2 separate regions of the Macaca mulatta genome follow, and region 1 is linked to region 2. Evidence: chromatin contacts called from public Hi-C data. All regions are on one chromosome and are shown on one strand. The core of a region is the stretch at or near the end of the contact, and the rest is flanking DNA. Distances in the headings are between cores, read along the strand shown. Region 1 holds the start of ARPC1A (actin related protein 2/3 complex subunit 1A). Region 2 holds the start of SMURF1 (SMAD specific E3 ubiquitin protein ligase 1).

What was found. Hi-C and Micro-C count contacts between places; a contact is called where the count stands out from the background.
Region 1: a Hi-C map of cortical neurons shows a contact between it and region 2, with 2.0 times the contacts expected there. The contact joins the promoter of ARPC1A here to the promoter of SMURF1 in region 2. A contact is called at or near these places in 2 of 14 Hi-C or Micro-C datasets (cortical neurons and fetal cortex germinal zone).

Annotation. Positions count from the first base shown.
Region 1 is chr3:46,557,705-46,564,505 of T2T-MMU8v2.0, reverse strand. It overlaps ARPC1A (actin related protein 2/3 complex subunit 1A), which reads right to left and starts at 5,238. Exons shown (of 10, transcript XR_013415062.1): 1 at 5,147-5,238. It overlaps LOC144339710 (a long non-coding RNA gene), which reads left to right and starts at 2,765. Exons shown (of 2, transcript XR_013415067.1): 1 at 2,765-3,694; 2 at 3,875-5,249.
Region 2 is chr3:46,365,397-46,371,639 of T2T-MMU8v2.0, reverse strand. SMURF1 (SMAD specific E3 ubiquitin protein ligase 1) reads left to right here and starts at 4,816. Exons shown (of 18, transcript NM_001257631.1): 1 at 4,816-4,908. The coding sequence starts at 4,854.

The DNA.
Region 1 (6,801 bases), core at 3,989-6,488, 190 kb before region 2:
AATCTACGCTTACTGCAGTCTCCGTCTTCTGGGCTTAAGTGATCCTCCCACCTCAGCCTCCTGAGTAGCTGTGGATACGAGCATGCACCGCCAAGCCCAGGTAATTTTTGTAGAGATGGGGTATCACCATGTTGCCCAGGCTGCTCTGCCTGTCAAGTGATCCACCTGCCTCAGCCTCCCAAAGGGCCGGGATTACAGGCATGAGCCACCATGCCCAGCCACTGTAACTTATTTTCAACAGTTCAGGACAGAAAATATATAGAATGTGAATGTGGCAAAATGCTAACTGGTGAATCGAGGCAAAGAGTATGTAGGTGTTTGTGATAATACTTTTCAAACTTTTAATTGTAACTAAATGAAAAGCAGGAATCTGCAAAACATTAAATTAAAAATTCTCTATTTTATAGGTACCCAAATCTAGATACACTTGAAGAAGCAACCATTACCTGAAATGGGAACATTTTTCAAAATGCAGCCAGCCTTCCTCTACCCCCAACTTTATCATTTCCAGGAGGCACCCTCACTATAAACTCAAGTTTCAACACACATAAGTACATGTCATGTTAACCCAGGGTGGAGGCTGAATGTGAGACATGAATTCTGATGCAAGCAGGAAATGAATGGAAGGGCCACTAGAAGGTTGTAAAGTGAACAATGAAAGTTCAGCTGACAAAGCAGAAATCAATCTCAGTTAGAAAGCAGAAATAGCACCTCTGCTAATTGGAAAGGAACCCAGGCCAGGTGCGGTGGCTCAAGCCTGTAATCCCAGCACTTTGAGAGGCCGAGGCGGGTGGATCACCTGAGGCCAGGAGTTCCAGACCAGCCAGGCGAACATGGAGAAACCGTCTCTACTAAAAATACAAAAATGAGCTGGGCATGGTGGCAGGCACCTGTAATTCCAGCTACTCGGGAGGCTGAGGCACAAGAATCTCTTGAACATGGGAGGCGGAGGTTGCACTGAAGCAAGATGGTGCCACAGCACTATAGCCTGGGTAACAGAGGGCGACTCTGTATCAAAAAAAAAAAAAAAAAGGAGGGGGGAACCCAAAGGTAAGTGCAACTTTAAATAAAAAACATCCAATATCTTGAACTGGCAGAGAAATGCTAGTATTTCATATTCTATTCTAAGAGTGAAGATAGTTAAGTCGTTACTTTCTTCTTTCATACAGTCTAGAAAGCAAACTACAACTCACAGAGAAAAAGCTTAGGAATTGGCAATTTAAAAAAGTTTTAAATGAATTCAAATGAGAATGTTTAATTTTTTTTTTTTTAAAAGAACTTCCAGATGCTCACTGCATGCTTCTCTCTTTATCTCTGATATCAGATGCTCACTCCAAATTGTTCCATCACAACAGATTTTAGTTACAGCTACTCAAAATAACACGCTGTCATAAAATAACTCCTTAATTAAAAGTGCTTTAGTTCAAAAGCCACATTTGATAAGCTTATTTGTTAACTAAAAATAAAATTGGTCTGCAAATCAGTAATTTGATGCAAATATCTGTGTGCCATAAAGTATATGTTTCACGTCCAGTTGAAAAGTACAGCTGCGGACAAAAGGCTTTCTCATGTTCAACTCAGTTTTATAAGCAATGTAGCAAAGACTTCAAAAGAGGTGGCCATTTACACAACAGTGTAATTGCTTCTAAAATTTCTAATTTTGCCATATCATTCAAGTTCCATATTTGGACATACACTCAAGACCTGTACTTCTTTTATAATCAGGTGGCTATTTTAAGTCTGTAGGCCAAGACAACACTCATGTTTGTCAAATTTAGAATGCACCTAGCAAACACAGCTTGCATTCATGAAACCCAGTGAATGCAGAAGAAATTCCTAATAGCCTGAATTATGTACCAAGAAAGGGTACCTTCTGTCATAGGGTGATAATTATAATTTCTAAACTATGATTAATGTTTAAGTGAAATCTGAAAAGTTTTGTCTTAAGAGAGCTAGAGAGGGAGAAAAGGGAACAAATAAAAATGTCAGGAACTCCTCATCCCTTTTCTTTCTTTTCTTTTCTTTCTTTCTTTCTTTCTTTCTTTCTTTCTTTCTTTCTTTCTTTCTTTCTTTCTTTCTTTCTTTCCTTTCTTCCTTTTTCTTCCTCTTTCTTCCTCTCTTTCTCTTTCTTTCTTTCTCTCTCTCTCTCTCTTTCTTTCTTTCCTTTCTCTCTTTCTCTTTCTCTCTTTCAGACAGAGTCTCTGTCACCCAGGTTGGAATGCAGTGGCGCGCGATTTCGGCTCGTTGCAAGCTCCACCTCCCGGGTTCACACCATTCTCCTGCCTCAGCCTCCCGAGTAGCTGGGACTACAGGTGCCTGCCACCACGCCTGGCTAATTTTTTTTGTATTTTTAGTAGAGACAGGGTTTCACAGTGTTAGCCAGGATGGTCTCGATCTCCTGACCTCGTGATCCGCCCGCCTCGGCCACCCAAAGTGCTGGGATTACAGGCATGACCACCGCACCCGGCCCCCCCATCCCTTTTCTTTATCTATCACACAGAATACAGAGTCATTCTGATGTATGGCTAGCCATGGGCTCTGAAGCCGAGGCTGGGTTTGAACCCTGGCTTTTGACACACACTAGCTATGAGACCCTGGGCAAGTCACTTGATATGTCTAAATATCATTTTTTTTCTTCTGTAAAATAGATATACCACCGATATCACAAGGAGAATTAAATGAGACAACACGTGAAAGCAAGTAGTACAGAGCGTAGCCTGAAAATACATGCCAGTAGGTTCCCTTTCTTCCTTTGACCCAAGGCTTTTTTTTTTTTTCAGATGGAGTTTTGCTCTTGTTGCACAGGCTGGAGTGAAATGGCGCGATCTCAGCTCACCGCAACCTCTGTCTTCTGGGTTCAAGTGATTCTCCAGCCTCAGCCTCCCAAGTAGCTGGGATTATAGGTGCGTGCCACCATGCCTGGCTAATTTTGTATTTTTAGTAAAGACGGGGTTTCTCCATGTTGGTCAGGCTGGTCTCAAACTCCTGACATCAGGTGATCCACCCGCCTCAGCCTCCCAAAAAGTTGGGATTACAGGCGTAAGCCACTGCGCCTGGCCAACCCAAGGCTTTTAAACCAACCATAGAACCCACCAGTTAGTTTCTCTGAGCTTGGAAACGTTGACATATGCTATAAATTCTTGGCCCTACTCCTTTGGAGCTTGAAAGTATTCACACAAGTGGGAATTTCCGTCCCCTATTTAGGGTCAGTTTTTAAGACCGTGATTCACCTAGTTCCTAATCACTCTCATTACCCAATCTAGCAACATCAAGTACTCCAACAAGGTCACCACACCCTCCTCAACGTTCAGACAGGCTCCAGTCCAGGCACCAGCCTCACCAGCAGACCATTTTAAACTTCTTTATGTAGGATTTGTTTCAGCATTGGATGAGACGATTAGATCAAAGTATCACCACTCCCCGTCCAAAATAGGAGTTTTCCAAAATGGTCCCTTCCTTTAACTGTGATTAACAGATGTACTCCAGAAGATCTCCGAATACTTTGTGGGAGAAAATAGCCATATAAGCTGGGTGCGGTGTCTCACACCCCAAATCCCAGCAGTTTGGGAGGTCGAGGTGGGAGGACAGCTTGAGCTCAGGAGCTCCAGACGAGCTTGGGCCACATATGAGACCCTGTCTTTACAAAAAATACAAAAAGAAAAAAAAAATTAGCCAAGTGCAGTGGCTCATGCCTGTAGTCCCAGCTACTCGGGAGGCTGAGGCAGGAGAATCGCTTGAACTCAGGAGGTGGAAGTTGCAGTGAGCCGAGATCACACCACCACACTCCAGCCTGGGTGACAGAGTGAGACTCTATCTCCAAAAATAAATAAATAAAAATAAATGAAAATTAGCCCAGCGTGGTGGCACATGCCAGTAGTCTCAGCTACTCAGGAGGCTGAGGTGGGAGGATCTCTTAAGCCCAGGAGGTCGAGGCTGCAGGACACACACACACAAAAAGGAAGACAACAGCCATACAGTTACCCACTCCCTAACAGGACAAAAACACCTTCCTGACTGATGCCCCTCTTTTGTTTTTAGATACCTGAAAACCCAGGCCCTATGTAAAACCAAAAGACTAGATAAAATTGAGAAGAGAGGGCAGAACTAAGATAATCTCGGCAATTTAAGCTATGAGTTGACATAGACAGAAGGTTCCAAAGCTGCAAAACAGATGGCTTTATAATCAAAGATTCTAAGCTATAATTGATTAAGTGCCTCTCATGTTCCCAGCAGCGTTGTAAATACCGGGATGGGGCCAGAAACTTAAATAAGGCTGACACCATTCTGGTCTTCAAGTCTGGAGGGTTGGTGTTTGGGGAGAGTGGAGGAGGTAGAAAAGGAAAGGAAGACGGATATGCATAGAATGCCCAGAAGCAGTAATAATAGCTAATATTTATTGATCACCTACTCTGGGCCAGGAACTATTCTAAGCAATTTACGCAAATAAGCTCATTTCATCCTTAGCAAAACAGTAAGAATCTTTTTCTTGCAGATGAGGAAACAGGCACAGAGAAGCATCTTCCCAGGATCACCCAGCAAAAGTGGCGGTGCCAGGATTGGCATAAAAGATTCCAACAAGCGAATAAGAGCGCTGAGAAGGGAGAAATTTTGACTTGGGGGAAGGCGGTGCTCATGCAGGGGAATCTTAAAGAACTCGGGAGAAGGTTTTTCTCGAGATCGGGAAGGTTCCCCAATAACTGAAGGATTGAGGGCTGCCCTAGAGAGCAGGCAAACATCCTATGGGCGCCTACTGTATGCAGGGATCGACTGTAGGCGCCAAAGAGATGAAAAGTCCCGCAGGTCGCTCGATTAGGGGAGATCCTTCTGCTTGACACAATTTTAAAGACGGTGACAAATGCCCCCAGCAGAGATGCAAGTAGGACCCTGGGAGCGCAGAAGGGGCCGTTAATTCGGTCATCGGAGGCGGCTAGGAGCTTGAACATCCTGAGAGAAGCTCCAGGGGATCCACGGAGAAAGGGGATCCCCGCCCCCTCAGGAGGCCCCAGCCGGGAGACCCGGCCGCGCCTCAGCCTCGGGGCCCCGCGGCCTAAGACCCCGTCTCACTGCCCCCGCGGGTCCAAGGCCGGGGCGAGGCCTGGACAACAGAGGCCGACAGGTTGAGACGCTCGCCCCTGCTGGCCGTTACCTGGGATCGGGGGAGTCCGGACGAGCTCGGAGCGGAGGATTCGCGGACTCTGGGCAGTCGACGCGAACAGGCTCCGGCGGGCGCGGGCGGAGGACGGAAGCCCAGAGGGAGCGGCTGACAGATCCCGGAAGTGGCCACAGCGCCTGCGCGTTGCGGCCCCGCGGGCCGTCCGCGCATGCGGACAGCTCGGGCGTGCAGTCCGGGGCTAGGCAGGCTGTGGAGCAGGAGGATACGCTGTCCGATCGGCTTGGTACCGGCGGCGGCCCTTCAGAGGAAATGCGGCCCCACGGAACGCCTGGCAAGTGCTGGGGAAGCGGCATGGTCATCTCACTCCGTTCCTCAACTAATTACCTCACAATCGCGAGCCGAAGTGTGGCGCCTTGGCAGTTTCGCAAGTTCTTTTGTCAGGAGATGAGTGATTGAGGATTGGGGGTCTTTGGAGCTCTTGGACCTGACAAACAATTGTTTTTCTCCCTTCAGAGAGCCAAGGTCAGAGCCAGTCGACCTCAGCGCTCCTCGCTGCAGGGAGCCTCCGCCCCCGCGGTGCTCCCTCTGTGGAAAACCCCTGAAGCCCCCCAGGAACATTCTCGACCCTTCCTGGGGCAGAATCACTTGTTCCCTGCTCCCAAGATGGCGCCTCAGGGAAAAAGGGTTGGGGGAACTTGGCAAGGTCCCCAATTCACAGAGGACAGAGCCTGTCCCGCAGATGCAGCTTCTGAGAAATGCCCTGATCCCCACCTGCAACCAGGCTGCTGCCCTTGAACCCGTAGAAATTCTGGAGCAGCCCCAGCCCCCTTAGATGGGGCTACTCGAGAGCTTTTCTTTTTTCTTTCTTTTTATCTTTTTTTAAACAGGTTCTCGATCTGTAGCCCAGGCTGGAGTGCATTGGCGCGATCATAGCTCACTGCAGCCTGGAACTCCTGGGCTCAAGCGATCCTCCCGCCTCAGCACCCCATGTAGCTGGGACTACAAGTGCACACCACCACGCCTGGCTAATTTTTATTTTTTAGTAGAGACAGGGTCTTGCTGTGTTGCTCAGGCTGGTCTTGAACTCCTGGGCTCAAGCTGTCCTTCCTCTTTGGTCTATCAAAGCCCTCGGATTACAAGTGTGAGTCACTGTGCCTGGCTAATTTTTATATTTTTTGTAGAGATGAGGTTTCCCTATGTTGTCCAGGCCGGTCTTGAGCCCCTGGGCTCAAGCAGTCCTCCATCCTCTGCTTCCCAAAGTGCTGAGTGTGAGCCCCCCCTCCGTGCCAGGCCAACCAAGGGCTTGTCTCCTTCCCTTTGGTATTTACAAGTTTTATCCCAATGCTTGGTTGTAAGTTGAGGTTTACATAGGTGTACTTGTCAAACTCTCAATTTCAGACCCGCTATGTTCTTTTTGAGACGGAGTGTTGCTCTGTCGCTCAGGCTGGAGTACAGTGGCGCCATCTCGGCTCACTGTAACCTGTGCCTCCCGGGTTCAAGTGATTCTCCTACCTTAACCTCCTGAGTAGCTGGGACTACAGCCGCGCGCCACCATGCCTGGCTGATTTTTGTATTTTTAGTAGAGACGGGGTTTCACAATGTTGGCCATGCTAGTGTTGAACTCCTGACTTTAGGTGATCCCACCTGCCTCAGCCTCCCAAAGTGCTAGGATTACAGGCGTGAGCCAC
Region 2 (6,243 bases), core at 3,567-6,066:
GGAGTTCGAGGCTGAAGTTAGCCATGATCACGGCACTGCCTTCCAGCCTGAGTGACAGAGTGAAACCCTCTCTCTTAAAGAATAAAAAATGACTTGCTAATCTAGGGACTACAGGCCCTTAGAGGATTCATAAATTGGTTTCAGTTGATCATAAACCCACCGAAATCGGAAGCAAATTTTGATGTGTATTTCCACATGTGAATTTTTCTGAAGGAAGGAGTCCAGAGTTTCCATCAGATTGTCAAAGAGGTTTGGGACTCAGAAACTGGTTAAGAACTACTGCAGTCAGATCCAAAGGCAGATTTGCCCACTGGAAAATATTTCAAATGCTCAATAACACTGACACAGGGAACTGACACATTTTTGGGAAATAAAAGCAGTCCAATCCTACCTAGAAAGCAGGGTCAAAACTGCTCTGTGTAAAGCCATTGCAAAGAGGACACTCGAAGAGGCTCACCAAGTTCCATCTCTGTTTCAGCAGAATTGTTTGACATTTTGCATCTGTTTGTTCCAGATAGCTTTAGAAGATCGTATTTTGAGGAACGTGATACATGATGAAAGGAAGTCAAGATGATATATCTTAAGTTCAATATGATAGTGTCTGATGATTTTTAAGTGGGCAAATGCTTTTTGTTATTTTTAATCAACTTTTTTTTTTTTTTTTTTTTTTTTTTAAAGACATGGGGTCTCATTCTGTGATCTAGGCTGGAATGCAGTGGCACAATCATAGCTCACGGCAGCCTTGAGCTATCGGGCTCAAGCCTTCCTCCCACCTCAGCCTCCTGAGTAGCTGGGACTACAGGCATGCACCACCTTGCCCAGATAATTTTTAAATTTTTTGTAGAGACGGGGTCTCATTATGTTGCCCAGGCTTTTATAAAAAAAATTATTTTTTTGAGATAGAGGCTTGCTCTTGTCACCCAGGCTGGAGTGCAGCGGTACAATCTTGGGTCACTGCAACCTCCGCCTCCTGGGTTCAAGCGATTCTCCTGCCTCAGCCTCCCGAGTAGCTGGGATTACAGGCATGCACCACCATGTCCAGCTAATTTTTGTATTTTTAGTAGAGACAGGGTTTCCTCATGTTGGCCAGGCTGGTCTCAAACTCCTGACCTCAGGTGATCCACCCGCCTTGGCCTCCCAAAGTGCTGGGATTACAGGTGTGAGCCACTGTGCCCGGCCTTTGATCAACTTTTAATGGAGTAAGTTGTATGGATACAGTATACAAGCAGCTCCATGAGTACACTTTTATTGAAAATGGTGCTGGAAAATGCATTCATGTTCATGCCTTTGTATAGCTGTTCCTTCTATCTATAACGCCCTTCCTCACCACTTTGCCCAGCAAACTTGAACACTGGCTTTAAGCTCTAGATTAAAGTCATCTGTGACTTGAGATGTCTCCATTTCTCTTCTTATGCAGAATTGTTCTGTCATCTACATTCTAGCCTGCTATACACATCCCCATCACTGTATCATTGTCAGTTGCTCGTGTCTGTTTCATACAGTTAACTGAGCCTCTGGAATGCTGAAGCCGTAATAGATTTATTTTGTGTTCCTTGTTCCTAGCCACATAGTAGGTGGCCGATGTTTCCTGAATGAGTAAAACACTAGCTTCCAGGTAGGAAGATCACCTTTGTGCAGCTGTGGTGAAAGATACTATTGGGAATATCTAGCAATTTCAGATGGTCCCAATTTATGATGGTTTGACTTATGAGTTTTTGATGTTATGGTAGGAAAGCGATACACATTTAGTAGAAACCATACTTCAAATTTTGAATTTTGATTCAAAATTCTTTATAATAACTTTATTGTAAAATAGGCTTTGTGTTAGATGTTTTTGCCCCACCGTACGGTAATGAAAGTGTTCTGTGCATACTTAAGGTAGGCTGGGCTAAGCCATAATGGCTGGTAGCTTAGGTGTAGTAAATGCATTTTAGGTGTAGTAAATGCATTTTCTGGTTTTTTTTTTTTAGACAGTGTCTCGCTCTGTTGCCCAGGCTGAAGTGCAGTGGCACAATCTCGCCTCACTGCAACCTCTGCCTCCTGAGTTTGATTTTTGTGCCTCAGCTTCCCGAGTAGCTGGGACTACAGGTGCACACCACCACACTCAGCTAACTTTTGTATTTTTAGTAGACAGGGTTTCACCATGTTAGCCAGGCTGGTCTTGAACTCCTGACCTCAGGTAATCCCCCCACCTCAGCCTCCTAAAGTTCTGGGATTACAGGTGTGAGCCACCATGCCCGGCCTCCGGAAATGTGTTTTTGACATGATATTTTCAACATAGTATGGGTTTATCAGAATGTAACCCCATTGTATGTCAAGGAGCATCTGTACTTGTTGAGTGAACAAAATGCCTTTCAGAAACCTCCAGAAGCAACCTCCTGACTCAAAGAGTAAGGAAACAGTCAAGCCAAGGAAGAACTAGCCCTCAGGGCAGGAAGAAAAGCAACAAAATTAATCAATGAAAGGTTTCTAGATCAGAACACCTGGGAATAAGAACAGGAGCCTGCACCCAGGTAAGCAGAGAGTGATTTTTGGTTTTGTTTAGAGAGGAGACTCTTTGAATAGGGGAATAAAGAGGAGGGGGAAATACTAAGGGGATTGGCAGAAGAATGGGGATTACCTGGGAGCATTAGAGACTGGATGGATTAACTCAGACCCAGGTATTCACTCTCTGTGACAATCATCTACAAATGGAAACAGCTGGATTGTGGCTCTACTGCTATTGCTTAAACATTGCTTGTATTCTTGGGTTTTTCTTGAGGATAACTGAAAGAGCTGTAAGGTGCCACAGAAATGACCCAGGACCATCCTTTTATTTCACAGATGTGATGCCTTGAATCCTGCCCAGGAGAGACTCTGCTTTCACTAGGCTCATCCTGAGGCAGGCAGGCATGTCTAGGCGCTCTATGTAGAAGGTTCACAGAAGACTGTGACCTCAGGACAGGCCTAAGGCTGCAGGGGATGATAGCAATGGCCCAGAGCTTACTTTCTTCGGGACACACACACATACACACATATGGTATTAAAATAATTTGTTCAAGTTGATTGATGAAGAATCAGAAAAAGTAATAATTTCTACATGAAAATGGGTAGTGGGGGCTGGGAGCAGTGGCTCACGCCTGAAATCCCAGCACTTTGGGAGGCTGAAGCGGGCAGATCACCTGAGCTCAGGAGTTTGAGACCAGCCTGGCCAAAACAGCGAAATCCCATCTCTACCAAAAACACAAAAATTAGCTGGGTGTGGTGGCTAACGCCTGTAATCCCAGCTATCTGGGAGGCTAAGGCATGAGAATCGCTTGAACCCCAGAGGTGGAGGTTGCAGTGAGCCAAGATCGTGCCACTGCACTCCAGCCTTGGTGACAGAGTGAGACCCTGTCTCAAAAGAAAAAAAAAAAAAAGGTAGTGGGTAAAAAACAAGTTTGATAAACCTAGCTTTCTCTTTCTAATAACATATCATTTTCTTTCTATAACATGCTAACAGAAAGGCGTTTGTTTGCTGGAGAAAGCGCATAATGAACTTTGTGTGTGTGTGTGTGTGTGTGTGTGTGTGTGTGTGTGTTTGGAGACAGTGTCTAGCTCTGTCGCCCAGGCTGCAGTGCAGTGGCCTGATCATAGTCACTGCAACCTTGAACTCTGGGGCTCAAGCGTTCCTCCCACTTCAGCCTCCCAGTACCTGGGACTACAGGCGTGCACCACCGTGCCCAGCTAATTTTTGTATTTTTTGTAGAGATGGTGTCTCCCTATGTTGCCCAGGCTGGCTTCAAAGTCCTGGGCTCAAGTGATCTGCCCGCCTCGGCCTCCCAAAGTGCTGGGATTACAGGCTACAGCCACCTTACCCAGCCATGAGCTGTTGGTTCTAACCTGCAACCCTGGGAGAAGGGGAAACTTAGCAGAAGACTGGGGAACACCAACCACAATGCTGCTTTCTTGTTTGGTAAAATTGTATGCAGATTGGATAATAACAAGCATCCGCCTCTCAACTTTATCCCTCTCTCATCTCATTTTCCTTGTCCGTATATGGCACTTCTGCGATTCTGGCAACTTTGTTATGGGTCAGTGGAGCACACCGGTTGTACAGAACACACCTAAGCGCTTTGTCTCTTTGAGAAGTCCCTCCCTTGAACTTGCACGATCGAAAGCTCTCAACTAAAAAAACTGGTATTGCACGCCTGTGTGCAAGGTGCTTGGTATGGACACAGCCCACGGTTTCATGCAAACACCTCTTCAGTCACTCAGGAGCCACTCAGAGCCTCGCAGAGACAGGGGCCAAAACAGAGGGCGACGGCGCACTGGGCCCCGGGGCCAGCTCTGCTCTCCCTTCCCGGGCTTGGGGCCAGACTCTCCCACCCGCTGGCTCGAGGAAGCGGGAAGACCCCATCCCGCGCGATCCGGGCCTCGCGCGCCCGAGGCGGGTGGGCGACGTAGCGGCGCGCCCCGCCCCGCCCCGGAGCACGCCGCGGGGGCGCGCACGCACGCAGGCACGGGGGCGCGCAGGGCCGGGCCGGCACGGCGGCGGGCGCGCGCGCGGCTCGGGGAGGCGGCGGCGGCGGCGGCGGCGGAAGCGGCGAGGGCGGCTGGCGTCCGGCTCTGAGGTGGTGGAGGCGGCGGCGGCTGCGGCTCGGGACTGGGCTCGGCTGGGAGGAGCGAGAGTCAGAGCGCCGCAGCGAGCGCCGATCTCCCGGCTCGACCATCCGCCTGCCGCCCGGACGCCTGGGCCGCGGAGTTTGTGTCCCGGCTCGGACCCCGGCGCCCAGCCCGGAGCCGTAACCTTGAGGCGGCGGCGGCGGGGCCGGGCCGGGCCGGGCCGGGGGGCGGCGGCGCTGGATCCGCGGCTGCCCGATCGTTGGCGGGAGATGTCGAACCCCGGGACACGCAGGAACGGCTCCAGCATCAAGATCCGTCTGACAGGTACGGCCGGCGGGAGGCCCACCCGCGCCCCTGCGCCCCTGCGCCCCCTCGCCCTCCGTGGAATTCCCCGCCGGGCGCCCTTGGAAGCGGCCCTCCCCCACGCCGGCCGTTGTCCCAGGACCTCGTCACCCCCTTCGGCGTGCGCCCCTTGCTTCTCCCTCCCGGCCCCGCCCCCTCGCCGTTGCCCGGCCCCGCCCCCTGGCCGCTCGCGCCCCCACGGTCTCCCGTTCCCCCGCACCTGCCCCTTCGCGTCTCCGTCCTGGGTCCGCCCCTCTCATTTCCATTCCTGGCCACGCCCCTTGCATCTCCTTCCAGGCCCTGTCCCCTCACCTCTCCCCGGCTCGGCCCCTTGCCTCTCGCTTCCCTTCTTCTCCCTAGCACCGGACCCCTCGCTTCTCCCTCCAGGCCCCGCCCCCTGGCGGTCCTCTCCTTTCCCCACCTTTACCTCCCCGGCACCTGACCCCTCACATCTCCCTGGTCCCGCCCCCTCGCTCCTGTCTGCTCCCGCCTCCTTACTTCTCTGGCCCCGCCCCCTCGCTTCTCCCTGGGTCCAGCTCCCTTGCTTCTCTCTGGTTCCGCCCCCTCACTTCTTTCCTAGCCTGGGCCTTCACTTCTTCCTGGTCCCGCCTCCTCACTTCTTTCCTAGCCTCGGCCCTCACTTCTTCCTGGTCCCACCCCCTCGCTTCTTCATTCCTGGCCCCGTCCCCTTGCTTCTCTCGTTTATTTCTCTCCTCCGCCGTTTTTACGCCCTCCATGCTTCTCCTTGCTTCCCAACCTCTCCGCCCACCTGCCCCCTCGCTTTTCCTTCCTGGCCTCGCCTCTGTTCCCCTGGTCCCATCCCTCACTTCTCACCACTTTCCCATCCTCTCTCTTGCTTTCCTGTTTCCCCTCCCACCTGCTCGCTCCCTTCATCCTCCTGGACTTTCCCACCCGCTTCTCCCCCACTTCCATCCTCTCTTTTGCTATCTCCCCTTCCACTTGCCCCTTGCTTCTGCCCTCCTGCCCCCACCCACCCGCTTCTCACCCCCTCAATCCTTTTTCGTTTCTCCCTCACCCCCTACACCGTCCTCATTTCCTTCTTCCACTAGCCCCGCCCCTCACTTTCAAGCCCCGCCCTCATTCCTGCCTAGCCCCGCCCCCTCGCTGCTGTCTGGCGGGGCCTCCACCCTTTCTTTCCTTCAGCCTGAAATTCCTCAATCCTATCTTGTAGCTGCTCCCAGTCCTGCTCTCCTCACTTCCCCCTGGTCCAGCCCTCGTCAGTCTCAGTCTGGGCCACTTCCTGTCTCTTAGGCCAGACCGCTAGCTACTTTTGACTCGGCTTCTTCAATTTTTACC